Linked DNA regions of Anser cygnoides: region 2 is linked to region 1. The links are chromatin contacts, called in public Hi-C maps. All regions are on one chromosome and are shown on one strand. Each heading gives the region's core, a stretch centred on a gene start, on an enhancer-like site or on the middle of the called end of the contact. The rest is flanking DNA. Distances are from core to core; before and after follow the strand shown.

Evidence for each region. A called contact is a pair of places that touch in the nucleus more often than the background predicts.
Region 2: a contact with region 1 is called in a Hi-C map of liver, with 2.2 times the contacts expected there. The contact joins the promoter of UBA6 here to the promoter of LOC106043981 in region 1. A contact is called at or near these places in 3 of 7 Hi-C or Micro-C datasets (granulosa cells and liver).

The regions. Positions count from the first base shown.
Region 1 is chr4:65,140,241-65,144,239 of Taihu_goose_T2T_genome, forward strand. LOC106043981 (sulfotransferase 1 family member D1-like) reads left to right here and starts at 1,546. Exons shown (of 7, transcript XM_048073552.2): 1 at 1,546-1,690; 2 at 1,764-1,889; 3 at 1,987-2,084; 4 at 2,183-2,309; 5 at 2,405-2,499; 6 at 2,611-2,791; 7 at 2,921-3,171. The coding sequence starts at 1,546. The coding sequence ends at 3,033.
Region 2 is chr4:65,297,315-65,301,035 of Taihu_goose_T2T_genome, forward strand. It overlaps UBA6 (ubiquitin like modifier activating enzyme 6), which reads left to right and starts at 1,716. Exons shown (of 37, transcript XM_066996315.1): 1 at 1,716-1,850; 2 at 2,127-2,238. It overlaps LOC136790740 (a long non-coding RNA gene), which reads right to left and starts at 1,631. Exons shown (of 4, transcript XR_010831236.1): 1 at 1,526-1,631.

The DNA of each region.
Region 1 (3,999 bases), core at 296-2,795:
AGTTTATATGGCCTTTATTCTCTACTGAACATTCATTTCTTCCCATGTAACACAATGGCATCATGTCAAAAGGTTTCAGCCTCAAACATGAACCAATCCACATTTTGATTGTCCATCACCTCTTGTCCAACCTTTGGCAGGGGGGTTGGCATGAAATGATCTTTGAGGTCCTTTCCAATCCAGGCCATTCTATGATTCTATCACTGGAGCTTCCATTTCCCTCCCAGTGGGGTGGCCGCCTTCCCTGCAGTGCCCAGGAGGGCAGGGCCAGGGGCCACATCTTGGAACTGCCGCATTTTACAGAAGACAGCCTGGAGCACACAGAAGATGCCCCGGAGCATGCAGAAGACATCCTGGAGTATGCAGGAGATGTCCCGGAACATGCAGAAGATGTCCTGGAGCACGCAGAAGACATGATATAGCACGCGGAAGATGTCCTGGAGCACACAGAAGACATCCGAGAGCATGTAGGAGATGTGCTGGAGGATGCAGAAGACATTACGGAGCATGCAGAAGATGTTCTGGAACATGCAGATGCCCCAGAGCAAGTAGAAGACATCCTGTAGCACGTGGAAGATGTCCTGGAGCACGCAGAAGACGTCCGAGAGCATGTAGGAGATGTCCCGGAGGATGCAGAAGACATTACGGAGCATGCAGAAGATGTTCTGGAACATGCAGAAGATGTTCCGGAGCACGTAGATGTCCTGGAGCACAGAGAGACCTGAGCAGTTGCCTAACTAAAGATCCAGAGAGCACAGTAGCTGGGGGAGTGGGGCTGGGGCAGCTTTAATCATCCCCAAAATGCAGGACGGTGATGTGCACCGTGCTGAATTCAGTGTTTGAGACAGTCTCTGGGCAAAACAACGCTTCTGAGGCTCCACTCTCTATTCCAGACATAGTATAACATAGTATAATAGTTACTAACTAATAAATCAATAAATACAAACCAGCTAGTCAATATTCACACCGTGTGCAGCTGTGACGGTTTATACTAAAATGACTGCCTTTAACATGCACTGGCAGCATCTCCCTGGGACTGCAGAGGTGTGGGGGGGCCAGGGCTCCTCAGCAGCTAGAGCTGAGGCTGAAGCGGCACCGGGCAGTAAGGCTGGGTCTCCTCCAATGCAGCTCCACAGCCGGAGCTGGGCCCCAGCAGCCCTGGGGCCCAGCTCCCAAATCCCACCACCCTGCTCCCCATGGAGTGACCCACCGGCCTCCAATTTCCTCCTTCACTTCCCCAACCAAGCCATGTCTCACCATTGAGCCGGCAACGGACAGAAACAGCCAGAAAACAAGGCTGTGCAGTGCAGTCCAGCAAACAGACGAGGCGTTTCCTCTCCCGGGTCGAGCCTGTCTTGCTCCAAAAGTCCCCAGCGTATGCAGTCCGTGGCACCCATACTTTTACAGGGGAAGGAAGCCGAGCTGGGGGCCGGGTGAGGAGGCTGTCGCCGCCCCGTGGGGCTGCACGTGATTCAGGGTGGACTTTGCCCTCCCCTGAGCGCAGGCACAGAAGAGCGTCAGTGCCTTGGGGACACACTGCCAGCGATGGGGATGGACGAGGTGGGCAGGGAGGATCTGGGAAGCCTCCACGGCATCCCCTTCTACAAGTCCTTCATAGAGGGCTGGCCGCAGGTGGAGGCTTTCCAAGCCCGGCATGATGACCTGCTGATCGCCACCTACCCCAAGTCAGGTGAGTGGACCTAGGGGGGATGGGGACGCTGCCGGGGCGCCTGCAGCCCCTGAGACACTGCCCTGTGCCACAGGCACGACGTGGCTGAGTGAGATCCTGGACATGATCTACCATGACGGTGACGTGGAGAAGTGCCGGCGGGATGCCATCTTCAACCGGGTGCCCTTCCTAGAGATGAAGGCCCCCAAGATACCAAGCGGTGAGTGGCCGAGGGCTGTAGGGGGAAGGGGTCGAGCTGGGGCACGGGTGGGGGTGTCAGAGCAGGGGGCTCATCCCACTGATCTCCCCTCCTGCAGGTGTCGACCTGCTGGAGAAAACCCCATCCCCGCGGCTGGTGAAGACCCACCTGCCAGTCCAGCTCCTCCCGGCCTCCTTCCAGGAGAAGGACTGCAAGGTAATGCTATGGGGCTGCCCCTGACCTTTCTCCCCAGCAGGGCAGTAGGGAGGGGGCACTGTTCCTGTTCCCTCAACCACAGCTTCGGTTGTCCCCAGGTAATCTACATGGCCCGCAACCCCAAGGACGTTGTTATCTCCTACTACTACTTCTACCAGATGGCCAAGATACACCCTGACCCTGGCACGCTGGCTGAGTTCCTGGAGACCTTCATGAATGGAAAAGGTGGGGGCTGAATGCTTGGGCTCCCACAAAAATGCTGGTGGGGAGGGCGTCCTCCTCCTTGCCACTTTTCGGCTAACCCAACCCACATCCCACAGTGGCCTACGGGTCCTGGTATGAGCATGTGAGAGGCTGGTGGGAGAAGAGGCAGGAGAAACGGCTCCTCTACCTCTTCTACGAGGACATGAAGAAGGTAAGGTGGGCTGGAGAGAGGGGTGCCTGCACCTGCCCTGGCTGCCCCCCCCCCCCCCCATTTCTAGGGGGAGCACCAGCACTGAGCATCCCTGCCCCTGCCACCCCACAGGACCCACGGCGTGAGGTGCAGAAGATCTTGCAGTTCCTGGGCAAGGAGGTGCCAGAGGAGACAGTGGCGAGGATCCTCCACCACACCTCCTTCCAGGAGATGAAGAAGAACCCCGCCGCTAACTATGAGACCATGCCCTCCTCGCTGATGGACCACAGCCTCTCCCCTTTCATGCGGAAAGGTAGGTTTCGGCCAGTGATCCTGGGTCAGTGGGGAGGGTGGGTCCCAGGCCCTACCTCAGCCCAGATAGCAGATGTTTGCGGGGGCCAGATTTTGCCCCACGTGCTTTCTCACCTCCCTACCCCCAAAGGCATCTCCGGAGACTGGAAGAACCACTTCACCGTGGCGCAGAATGAGTGCTTTGACCGGCACTACCAGCAGCACATGGCGGGCTCAGAACTCTGCTTCCAGACGGAGGTGTGAGGGACGCCCACCCCCGGGGCACTGCCTGCCCCCTGCGCTTCCCAGGGGTCCCTGCCCTGATGGGGAGCCAGCACCGGATTCCTGCAGCCCGGAGCTCGCCGGACATTTTTCTTCCCATAATAAATTGCAATAGCCAGAGGTTGAGCATTCATCTGTGATGAAGGGCAAGGGCAGAACCTGACGCGTGTTCTTGGTGCCTCAAGACGCCTGCAGGCACATGGAGATGCTTGCCGTGGGGACCCCATACTCCAAAGCATCACTTTCAGCCCCAGACACATGGGGCTGGCCTGGCCCACTCCTATAAAGCAAAGAGCGGTGCCAGCAGGAGCAACGACTGTCCTAAGAGTGGAAAAACCCCAAAGCAAGTCGGGGTGCTCACTGCCCCCACGCTGACTCTGTGCCCAGGCATGTTTACGCCTCCGAAATGCTGCAGGTTGCTTTGCAGAGCGGGCGGTGGCAGGGCAGAAATTTCCATCACCGTTGCACCAGCATGGGCTTTGCAGGACAAAGGCAAGGGGAAACACCTCCTGCCTGGCACTAGCACTGGCCCCGCTGGCACGGTGACATGGGGGATGTCCCCGCTCCCACACAGTTGCACCAGGCTCTTGCTGAGGCACCACTGGGACAACCTGGCCCACTGGCATCAGGGATTTGCTCCTGAGACCCAAATCCCCCCATTATGCCCTATTTCCAGCTTTGGTTTATGAGTGTCCAAACTAGCGACGTTTCTGCACAGGCAATGTCCTGCGGCTGGTTTGTCCCAAAGAGATGCAAACCGGATTTATCTGCAAGCAGCAGTGCTATTGGTGCAGCTAAAGAATAAACCCTTCCAACACATTTATTTTAGTGCAGAGGGGCGTCCTCATGCACCCCCAGCTCCTGGCTTTGCCAAAGGGTGGCCCTTTCCCCGAAAGAGCTGCACTCCCCCCAGCACGTCTCCCTTAAATCCTTTTCCCAGCAGCATGC
Region 2 (3,721 bases), core at 466-2,965, 160 kb after region 1:
GAAAGATGAATGCTGTCCAGCTTCTCTTAGCCTTAGTTAATAATTCAGTACAAAAGCCTGCGTGCGTTGTTGGGATTGTGGTGTAAGTCCTGATGAAGACTTGGAAGTTCCTTTGGACTCTCTTAGTTCCAGTCATACGAGATAAAAATGCTAAAATAATTAAAATAATGTAGCAGATGCTCACATGCATGCACAAATAGGACAAAACTTGGGACATCTTGTCTCTAGAAGTTCTCTAGAAGTCTGTTCTCCCACGTGCCTGGTGACAGGACGAGGGGGAATGGGCGAAAGTTGCGACAGGGGAGTTTTAGGTTGGATGTTAGGAAGTACTTCTTTACCGAAAGGGTTATTAAGCATTGGAACGGGCTGCCCAGGGAGGTGGTGGAGTCACCATCCCTGGAGGTCTTTAAAAGACGTTTAGATGTAGAGCTTAGCGATATGGTTTAGTGGAGTACTTAGTGTTAGGTCGGAGGTTGGACTCGATGATCTTGAGGTCTCTTCCAACCTAGAAATCTGTGATACTGTGATACTGTGAAGTTCCCCCCCAAAAAAGAATCAAGATAGAGAAAAGGCTGACTTGCGTTTTTTTTTCATGTAATATAGAATGCAGTTTTCTAAAAAAAAAAGAGTAACAAATCTAAAAATAAAAGGTGACTATTCTGTATAAACTGTATGCAATGACACTTCTTCCATCATTGTTGGCTATGCAACAATGTATCCCTCCCATTTTATCTGAATAAGATGTGTCAGAGATAGCAAGGCAGATTTACCTCAGCTAACCCAACGGTCAGGGACAGCACAAGCTAAGGCAGGGCTTACGTTGGAAATTCCACTTGCCTGATAGTACTGGGATCTTAACCAGAATCTGGGCAATGGGAGGAGGCTGCAAAGAAAATATGTATAGAGGATGTGGAACTGCTGGTGCCAGAACTCTGTGGAGACAGTGATAGTTGCCACAGCTTGCTTTGATCAGCACTTGTCGAATGGCACCAAAAAAACAAAGGAAGTTTCTGCAAGCCCATACTGTTTCAGTGTGGGATGTTGTGTGTTGACTGTGTGACCACTTTGTGCCAGATCTGTGCTCCTGTATGCCTTTAGATGCCACCTAGCATTTGTGCTTGGGATGCCAAAATTTCACTCCCTAGCAGCCATTTAGTAAAAGTGTCTGTTTTTGAGATAGGCCACACCGTGTCCTGCACGATGGGGAGATGATACCTCAAGGGCATGTTTTAGAAATAATCTATTGTCTAAACTGGTAACAATTTAATGTAACAGGACTTTTAATTTTAACCACACAGTGCTTGCAGAATAAGAAAAGCTGAGCGCACAGATTTTGTCTTTGACTTCACAAGCTTTTAGTTGCAAATCACCAAATTCAGCCGGAAGCTGGAAGAAAACTATCTCGAAAAACACCTGCCGGGGCGCTTGGGGCAAATTTAGCCCCTACGACATGACTTCCCGGCCCTGCTTCTCGGGTAAAGAGCTTCAGGGCCAGGTTCCCGCTGACCCCTGACGAGCCCCGCACCCCCAAAAAACATTGGAGCCCCTCGAAGAAATCGTCTCTGCGGCATCAGCGATCGCCTCCTGGGTCGCGGAGGAGAGCGACACCGAAGGTGCCCGGAGCTGGAAATGGCCGGGACCACTTCCACCTCCGTCCCTCGCGGCCGCCATGTCGCGGCGCGGCGGGAGGAGGAGGAGGAGGTGGCGGCCGTAGCCCGGCCCCTCATGTCGGCGCAGGCGGGGAAGAGCCGCGGCACCGGCGTCGCTGCCGCTTCCCACCCCTTTCCTGCCTTCTCTTCTCCGGCACCGCCGGCAGGGCACGGGCCTGCTCATAGTGCCGGGCCGCCGCGGTGAGAGCGGGCGGCGGGGCCCCGGAGCGGGGAGGTGGCCGGGGCTGGGGGCCGGCTCCCCGGGGGCGAGGGGTAGCGGCGGGGCTGCTCTCTGGGCTTGGGGCCGCGGGGAGGGCCGGGTTTGGGGCTGCCGACGGCGGCTCGAGTTTGTTTTGACGCCGGTTGGCTTCGCCGCGGAGCCCCAGGGGAGAGCCGAGGTGCGGTTTTAGCTCGGCGGTGCCCGGCGGGGCGGCTAATAGCGGGTCTGAGCGTCCTCTCCCTCTGCTGCCCAAACAGGGAGCCTGCGTCAGCTGCCTCTGGAAACCGGGGGTAGGTGGGATGAACCCAGGCCTGCCTGCTGAACAGCAAGTAATTGACTTATTCTGCTGTAGCCTGTGCTAACTCTGAGGTAAGAAGGACCATGAAAACAGCCAAACACCATGGCTTCGGTGCCTTTGCTGTTCGGAATATCTTAGCCTTTCTTTGTCAGACATAGCTTCTCAGTTTGTCCCTGGGCTGTCCCACAAACAGCTGAGGCTAAAAAGAAATGGAAGTGAACGTATAAATGTTGAACAATTGATAGTAACTAGAAGGACCTACCCCCCGTATTATGTGCCATTCTTTGAGACAGATTTAATATGAGGTGAGGTAATACGAAATACAACTTGGATGCAGGAGTATGTTAACAGAGTTTTGTCCTTTGGCCACTAGATAATAGTACTACGAAGACCTATTTTGGCATGAGAAACCATGTTTTGCCAAACGTGATATACCTGGCAGCAGCTGTGTGCCATATGAAGAGAGTTGGGAGTCAATAAGCATATTGAAAAGGCCCTTCTCAAATGGGTCTGGGATGCAGGTGGCAAACCTCTGGTGTGTTCATCGCACGTCCTCGTTATTTACAAATGGCTGTTGGGGAGAGCACACGTGGTGGCTGTCAGCAGGAGTAGCTGGGGGGTTGTGAGGGAGGAAGGTGGGTGTGTTTCACCTGCTTCCCCACCTGAGTGTGCCAAAATCATTTAGCGCTGAGCAGTTCCAAAGTGTCTGTGCTGTGGAGGAGCAGAACAGCTCAGGGATGGCTGCTCCGGGCCACAATGAGACGGCACTGGTTTGTCTTGAGGGGACTTCCAGTCTTGTCACCCACACAGAGGATGTAATTTAGGCTTTTACCTGAGCAGGGACTCAAGTCTGTCATCAGATAAGGTCTGTTACTTCTTGCCTTAAGAGCTGGATCCCAGGATGATGTAGTAACACTGGCGTTGGTTATTTTCAGTGCTTGCTGTGTAAAGGCATGGGAGCTGTGCTGAAGTGGCTGGTTGTGCAGATACAATGGAGGTGCCGCATGCTGACTGCTTTCTTTGTTGGCTTACGTGTGGGATTTAGTGTCCACACCGTGGAGCAGCTTAACTGGTCAGATCTGTGGCCTGCTTTCCAGTGTAACCCTGTCTGTCCCTCACTGCCATACTGCAGCGCTATCTACCTTGTGGTCTGAGAAAACAAGTGGGCAAATTTCAGATCAAAATGTTCTGGTCCCAAGTTGTTCCAGGCTGTGTAGGTGCTGCACATCAGAAATATTACAATATGCACTAAAGGCATCTGAACGGTAAGTAAGAGTTAACCTGTGGGCAGTATTACTGCTGTTTCAGAGTATATTTGTGCATCCATGATCTCAGAGGGAAAACTCCTTAGTACTCTTAGCATATCTAGGCCTTTACACGCAATCTCTTAGGTTTGTCAGCCTTTGTCTCAACATCTCGTTGTTTCCAAGTCTGTTTGTAGGGAGTTGTATTAAGATGTGCACCTCTCTAGTAGTGGTGAGAACTGATGTTCTGGGTCAAGTGTGGGGACTGTTCTGCTTTTGTATTTGGTGGTGGTTCCTGTCAGATCTAGAA